2 separate regions of the Mus musculus genome follow, and region 2 is linked to region 1. A link is a contact called in public Hi-C data. All regions are on one chromosome and are shown on one strand. The core of a region is the stretch at or near the end of the contact, and the rest is flanking DNA. Distances in the headings are between cores, read along the strand shown. Region 1 overlaps Dock7 (dedicator of cytokinesis 7). Region 2 has its middle 14 kb from the start of Atg4c.

Region 1 (3,695 bases), core at 656-3,155:
CTATTTCTTTTCCTGATGAAATGTTTTTGCTTTTTTGTTTTTCCCCAATAAGGATACACCCCTATGTTCATGGTTTGTGGGGGGATTAAGCTTAATTAGGGGTCCTTGCCTGAATATGGGTAGGATACTTACTGGAGCAAGGGCAACTTAGTGACTTTCACACTGAAGTAAAGGACACACTCAGAGACTCCTCCCCGATCCGTGATGAAATGTTGCTGGGCTCATTTTTGTGCTGGTTTTAACACAGCTGCAGTAGGCTCATGAGTGCTGTGGCCAGGTCAGGTCCAGATGTCTGTCTGCTTGGGTCTCCCCATCGCTTGGCTCTTATATTCTTTTCTTTCTTCCTTGCTGTCTCACCAGCCGTGGAAGGGCTGATCTAGCTGTAGAGAAGTGACCATGTAATGCTCAATCCTAAGTGGGATGTCATTTTGTTTTGACACAGGATTTCCTGTAGTCCAGCCTGGCTGTGGATTTGCCTTGTAGCCAAGAGACCTTGAACTTCTGATCTTACTGCCTCTACTTCCCCAGTGCTGGGATTACAAGTGTGCATGGTACAGGCATGGCTTCATGCTAGGCAGATACTGTGCTGGCTAAGCTACATTCCTAGTCTCTTACTTGGTTTCCTTTCAGTAGATTTAGGTTTTCAGTGTACAGCTGTCACCTCTTCTACCTTCTTTTGGCCTTGCTCTTCTAGTCTTTTTCTCCTTTTGGTAAGTTTATTTTAAACTACTTTTGTTTGGGATGTTACCATACAAAGGTTTATTTAATGGGTTTATTCATTGCTAGGATATATAAATACTGTTGATTTTTGAATATTGAAGTAGTATCCTAGGATACTTGCTAAGTGTGTTTATTTTACTGTCTTTTCATGGGTTCCTTAGAGTTTTCTGTATGGAGTATCGTCTTGATAAGTAAGAGACAGTTTTATTTCTTTTTCTTTTCACTCCAGATGTTTCTCTCTCTTACCCCTTGGCCTCTTTCTCCTCCTCTAACTCCCAGATTGCCTGTTTTATGAGTGGAACATCCTTCGTGGGAACAAGGTCAGCAGGACGACCCCCTCCACTCCCCCTCCCTCCTCATATGTGTGTGTGTGTATGTGTGTGTGTGTCTTTATGCTTTGTCTGTGTGCATGTGTGGAGGCCAGAGGTGAGTGTCGGGTGGCGTCCCCATTTGTTCTCCATCCTGTTTTTTGAGACCAGAGCTCCCTCATTTGTCTGGACGATTGGCCAGCAGGCCCTGGGGTGCTCTAAGCGCTGAACCATCTCTCTAGCCCTGCAGCAAGCATTTTAATGATTGTGCTAATTTCCAGCAGCCTGGCTCTCTTATGATGTGTGCTCTCACTGTTGCTGATCACTCTTAATCCTGACTGGTCAGTCAGATGATGTTCTGTCATCGTAGCTTCTCAAAATCTAAGAGAGTATTGGCTTCTACTGGGTGGTGTGCGATATCTTTATGGCCACACTCTTTTTCTTTTTTGACACCTCTCCCATGACCACACTTCTTGTAACTTGTGTTCAGGCTGGCCTCAGGGGTGGGTCTTTTGCAGTGTAATCCATCCTGAAAGCATTACTTGCATCTCTTTTCTTGCTGACTCAGTCTCCGTGGAGAAAGAATTTATCTGGTCACTTCATCTCTCAGCCAGTAAGTGACATTTCAGGGCTCAGCGCCTGACAGCATAATAGGTGCGTTCCATGGTCAGACCTGTTTCCCAGTGGTTTAGGTTTTGATAAGGGGACTTTCACTATAGCAGTCTGTCTCCCCTGGGAATGCCGTGTAGAGTGCAGGCAAGTTCTCCATATCCGTGTTTCATGCTTCTTCCTTTCCACTCAGGCTAATGCAGGGCTGGGACCTGGGGTTTGCCTCCTGATACCCCTTATGCAACTTTTGGCTGAGAATGGCAGCCTCGTGCTGTAACACTCCAGACTGGAGTGGTTTCCCCTCTGCTCTTCCGCACACTTGCTTTTTCTCCTCCTATTTCATTGGTTAGAACCTCCAGCATAATCTGAGCCGACAAAAACCCTCACTTTCTTCATGATCTAAGGAAAAGAACATTCAGATTTTCACAGTGGAGTTTTTGGTTGGTTGGTTTTGTTTTCAGAAAGAATCTTACTATACAAACAGGGCTGGCGTTGAACTCATAGGGATCCCCCTGCCTCTGCTTCCTGAGTGCTTGATTAAAGGTGTGTACATCATTGCTGGCTACAAGTATGTTATGAATTGTAGTCAGATACTGTAGGAAGGGATAGGATAGAACATGAGGTGCTTTGTACTGCAGCTAAGGCAGGAAGATTTAATGAGTTTGATGCCAGGGGGATTCTAGGCCAGCCTGGGGTTCAGAGGGAGATCTTGTCTTAAAAAAAATCAGGAAAACAAAAACAAAAAATTTTGAATAAATTAGGATTTAACAACTAAAGCATCTAACTTACACAAAGACTACTTTATATGCTTGTGGGCAAGACAGTTCTGGGCATATACCCAGAAGAAGTTCTAACTGGTAATAAGGACACATGCTCCACTATGTTCATGGCAGCCTTACTAATTAATAGCCAAAAGCTGGAAAGAACCCAGATGCCCCTCAACAGAGGAATGGATACAGAAAATGTGGTACATCTACACAATGGAGTACTACTCTGCTATTAAAAAGAATGAATTTATGAAATTCTTGGGCAAATGGATATATCTGGAGGATATCATCCTTAGTGAGGTAACCCAGTCACAGAAGAAGTCATTAGATATGCACTCACTGATAAGTGGATATTAGCCCAGAAACATAGAACACCCAAGATACAATTTGCAAAACACAAGAAATTCAAGAAGAAGGAACACCAATGGGTGGATGCTTCATTCCTCCTTAGAATAGGGAACAAAATACCCATGAAAGAAGTTAGAGACAAAGTTTGGAGCTAAGACGAAAGGATGGACTATCCAGAGACTATCCCACCTGTGGATCCATCCCATAATCAGCCACCAAACCCAGACACTATTGCATATGCCAGCAAGATTTTGCTGAAGGGACCCTGGTATAGCTGCTTCGTATGAGGCTATGTCATTGCCTGGCAAATACAGAAGTGGATGCTCACAGTCATCTATAAGATGGAACACAGGGCTCCCAATGGAGAAGCTAGAGAAAGCACCCAAGGAGCTAAAGGGTTCTGCAACCCTATAGGTGGAACAACAATATGAACTAACCAGTACCCCCAGAGCTCGTGTCTCTAGCTGCATATGTATCAAAAGATGGCCTAGTCGGCCATCATGGGGAAGAGAGGCCCCTTGGTATTGCAAACTTTATATGCCTCAGTACAGGGGAGCGCCAGGGCCAAGAAGTAGGAGTGACTGGGTAGGGGAGTAGGGCGAGGGGAGGGTATAGGGAACTTTCGGGATAGCATTTGAAATGTATATAAAGAAAATATCTAATAAAAAATTTTTAATAAAAAACAAACAAAAAAAAGATCCCTCCCTCTCTCCTTTTACAATTATAGCTGTCTTCAAACATACCAGGAGAGGGTGTCAGATCCCATTACAGATGGTTATTAGACATCATGTGGTTGCTGGGAATTGAACTCAGGACCTCTGGAAGAGCAGTCAGTGTTCTTAACCACTGAGCCATCTCTCCAACCCCGAAAACTCTATTCTTAAGGACTGGGTTAAATGTCTTTTATTCTTTGTGAGGGGGAGGAGGAGGAGGATTGGCTTTT
Region 2 (3,695 bases), core at 664-3,163, 73 kb before region 1:
AACTGAATTCAGAGGTGGAATGAACTTGCTGTGACTTCTCTTGGTTTCTTTTCTTTGATTTTTCTGTTGTCCTTAAACTCATAGGATAGCCAACCCATGCTTTCCGTTTTCCTCTGTACTTGTTACACAAGAAGAGAAAGACATCTTTGGGAGCAAAAAGCTGTCTTCTCAGAAGCTCCAACATATGCATTTTTGCATCTAATTAGTCTAAAATGATTAATAAGGTCAAGGTAAATTCACCCAATGGGTTGGCAAATTGATAATTCAATGGGCCCAGTGAAGACAGTCTTCCCAGGGCCTGCTTCTGGAACTGAGTATGACCCGTGACTAAAATTAGGATAGGGTGTTCCACAAATGAACATTGGCAGAATTGACACAAGGATCAAAAATAGATTCAGGACAGCAAACATAACAACTGTAACAGAAATCAACGCTGGGGTGGACGCCAGAAGATTCTGACACAAGCCCAGCAAGAGACAGCCAAGCCCTGGGCAAGAAGTCAGTAGAGTTCATAGAAGTGGCCAGACTCAAACGCTGCTCAAAAAACGGGTGGATGGTGCATGATGCCTAGCTGGCTGGAAAGCTGGAAAGTGGTTATCAATCACAGATGACTCCAAATGGGAGTTTTTTTCTTCCAGGCGGACACAGTTAGCCTGAGTTTTCAGATGTACTAGCCTGGGTTTTTACAGCATTGGCTAAGCTAACCTAAAGAGCTCTCACTGGTTCCTATGGAGGTTCTTGGTGTTCCTGCTGTGACACACTGCTTTTCTCTGCCACACTCCTTCAAACATCAAGTTCATGTCTGCATCAGCTTCTTCATGCACTGTACTAGACAAGACTAACTCAACAACACAGTCAAGTTCGAAATTATTTTGAAGTAGTTTTTGAAGTGTCAGAAACTGGCTCCTTTACAATAGGAGACACAGCTGGGGTGGCTGCCCCGCGGACAATTCCCCTGTGACCCTTTCCAGCTAGAGATCTGAGATGTCGGTTCAACCTCCGGACTCCCCGATAGTCACAGGGGTTCAATGTGGTGTTTGGGCAGTTGGGGGGCATAGAGTTCTTTTCTAAACAGTTTTCAGTTTGAAGCGGAGGAAAGAAAGTCACAGGCTGGGGGGTGGGGGTGGGGTGGATCCAGCAGTGAGAGAGCACTGATCCAGCATGCTTGAGGCCTTGAGCTCAAGCCATCAGTGCATGCTCACACAACAAACCCAAGATCAAGCCAGCTGAGAAAGCCAGCATGGATGAACCGGGGCCCATGAAATCCTGCCCGAGTCTGAGGTACTTGATGAGGTGTGGGTAGGGAGCGTCAGTTTCCTTCAGGGTTGCAGCCCCTGCAGAGAATAACCATGCTCCGTAAGCTGCCTTTCATCCATGCACATGAAGTTGGGAAGGAATAGTGGAAGCGGAGGTTAGGAGAGAAATTGGACGCGAGGAGATGGAGGGGTAGATGTAATCAAAATACATCACGTGAACGTGTGAAATTCTCAAAGCAACAACAACAACAACAAAAATCATTGAAGAAACATACTCAGAAAGGAGCAGGTCACTGGAACGTCGGTGACAGGTGTCATTTATGTCCTGGATACTGTCATCACTGTGACCAGATCTGTCGCTGACCTTTCTGTAATCTGATCACGTGCTCCGCCGAAGCTGAGATCTCCGGTGCCTGGCACATGACTCCAGGCTCCGGCTTATTGTAGAGCTAGAGACTTGATTCGAAGGAACAACGACAGGGCCCAGCTTTCTGTGCCCACAGGAAATAATTTTAAAACCGGACAGAATGGGCCTCAGACCCTGGTCCTGAAGCAGTAAGTCGTCACTGATCTCTAGGCAGAGAGAACAACACGTGAGCTCCGTGACCGCCCGGTTTCTCTACTATGACTCAGGAATTGGGAACCCCGGTAGGGCCTCATATTTTCACTGAGCTCAGGGTCTGGGAGGGCTGAGGTAGCGAGAATCTGAGAATACGTGCTGCACATCAGAGAGGAAATTGCTGCCTAGAGGGATTGGCCTGAGACTTACTGATGTCTCCCTCCCACTTCATTGCTCAGGGAAGTCTGAGTACTGTGTGTGTGTGTGTGTGTGTGTGTGTGTGTGTGTGTGTGTGTGTGTGTGTGTGTGGTGTGTGTGTCTGTGTGTCTGTGTGTGTGTGTGTGTCTGTGTTTTCCATGTATCCCAGTCTCCAGATTTTTTTTCTAAAAACAGAGAAAACATCTACAACCAGCTGAATAATTCATTTATTATTCATATAAAACTCGTATTTCCCCAGTTCTTAGATCTCTAATCAGAATCATTGATACATTAAGACAATTGTACACACTGTCTTAATGATCAATAATAACCAGCAAGCAAATGGCTGCGTCCCCACCACTGTCCTCAGGGAGAAATGTTACATAGTTACAATGATATGCCTGATAAGATGGGAGCAGAGCGTTTTAATACATTTACTAAAACACACCAGAGCAGCTTCCTCAGGGTCTGGCTGACCCAGTGCCTTGGCAAACACTGACAGTGACCTATGTCCGGAGGGAAAGAGCACATGTCACGCCTCACACATTGATGCCCTAGATTTAGCAGAACAGAGCTCATTTCTTTCTCTCTTTGTTTTTCCATCACTAAGGTCGTTCCTTTGTTGGCACTTGACTTTCATGCCCTGGAATGATTTTTTTTCCTGTAAATAAATTAGTTTATTTGAATAAAAATCCGTGGCTAAACTACAAGCTATGCTTTAAAAAAAGATTTTAAATTCATTTTATTTTACGTTTAGGAGCACTTTGGCTGCACTAACCTCAGTGCACCGAGTCCATGCCTGTTGTCCCCAGAGGATGGAGAGGTGTCAGATCTCCTGGAACTGGAGTTACAGACAAGGGTGAGCTGCCATGTGGATGCGGAAAACTGAACCCAGCTTCTTTACAGGAGCAATAACTATGCTCAATCAGTGAGCCAGTTCTCTAACCCCCAAATTATAATTCCTACTTTTAAAAAGATGACCATCACGGCACTGGGGCCGGAACAATTAATGCCCAAATAAGGTCATTTCATACTGGTAGGTACAGCAGACTTACAAGAAATAGGAATGTTTTAGATGTTAAAGATCCAGCTGGGCGTCTGGAAAGATGGCTCTGTGGGTTAAGAGCATGTAGCATATCTACAGAGAACAAGAGTTGCTTTTGAGGACTCATGTCAGATGGCCCACAACCTCTGTAACTGTAACTCCAGGCCCAAGGAATGCAACATTTTCTAGCCTCTAAAGACATCTTTATACATGTAAATATACACACATACACATAAACAAAAATAAAATGAACATTTTTTTTAAATCCATTTGGATACAGGCATGGTGGTATGTGTCATTAATTCCAGCACTCTGAGGGAGGCAGAGGCAAGAAGATCTCTTTTAGTTTCAGCCCAGACTGGACTGCATATGAATTCCAGACTAATCATGGCTACACATTGCGATTCTGTGTGTTTAACGTTCAGCAACCACCAGAAACTGCAATGCTGAATTCTCAGTTTGAACCATAAATATTTATGATCCAAAACACAGCAGGTGACAGTAGTTCATAATAACATATTATATATCTTATGAGGAACTAGAAGAAAGGATGCTGAAGGCTCCCAAAATGAAGACACAAAGAGATGCCAATGTTAATTACCCTGAATGGGACAGAGTATACTACACATATGTGTCA

The links. A called contact is a pair of places that touch in the nucleus more often than the background predicts.
Region 2: a contact with region 1 is called in a Hi-C map of muscle stem cells, with 2.5 times the contacts expected there. The contact joins two enhancer-like sites. A contact is called at or near these places in 2 of 39 promoter capture datasets (the C10 cell line and the HPC-7 cell line), 40 of 484 Hi-C or Micro-C datasets (the AML12 cell line, B cells, the C2C12 cell line and 25 more) and 5 of 115 datasets of contacts at active chromatin or transcription factors (bone marrow-derived macrophages, embryonic forebrain, embryonic stem cells and 2 more).

Annotation. Positions count from the first base shown.
Region 1 is chr4:99,104,786-99,108,480 of GRCm38.p6, reverse strand. All of the region lies in intron 1 of Dock7 (dedicator of cytokinesis 7), which reads left to right. Among named protein-coding and RNA genes, the nearest start is that of Dock7, 14 kb to the left of the region's middle. Within about 2 kb of position 1,905, at least 14 of the 459 cell types and tissues checked have an H3K27ac peak or open chromatin away from gene starts, as enhancers often do. A contact at or near this core is called in muscle stem cells, where this site is marked.
Region 2 is chr4:99,177,864-99,181,558 of GRCm38.p6, reverse strand. No RefSeq gene overlaps it. Among named protein-coding and RNA genes, the nearest start is that of Atg4c, 14 kb to the left of the region's middle. Within about 2 kb of position 1,913, at least 19 of the 459 cell types and tissues checked have an H3K27ac peak or open chromatin away from gene starts, as enhancers often do. A contact at or near this core is called in muscle stem cells, where this site is marked.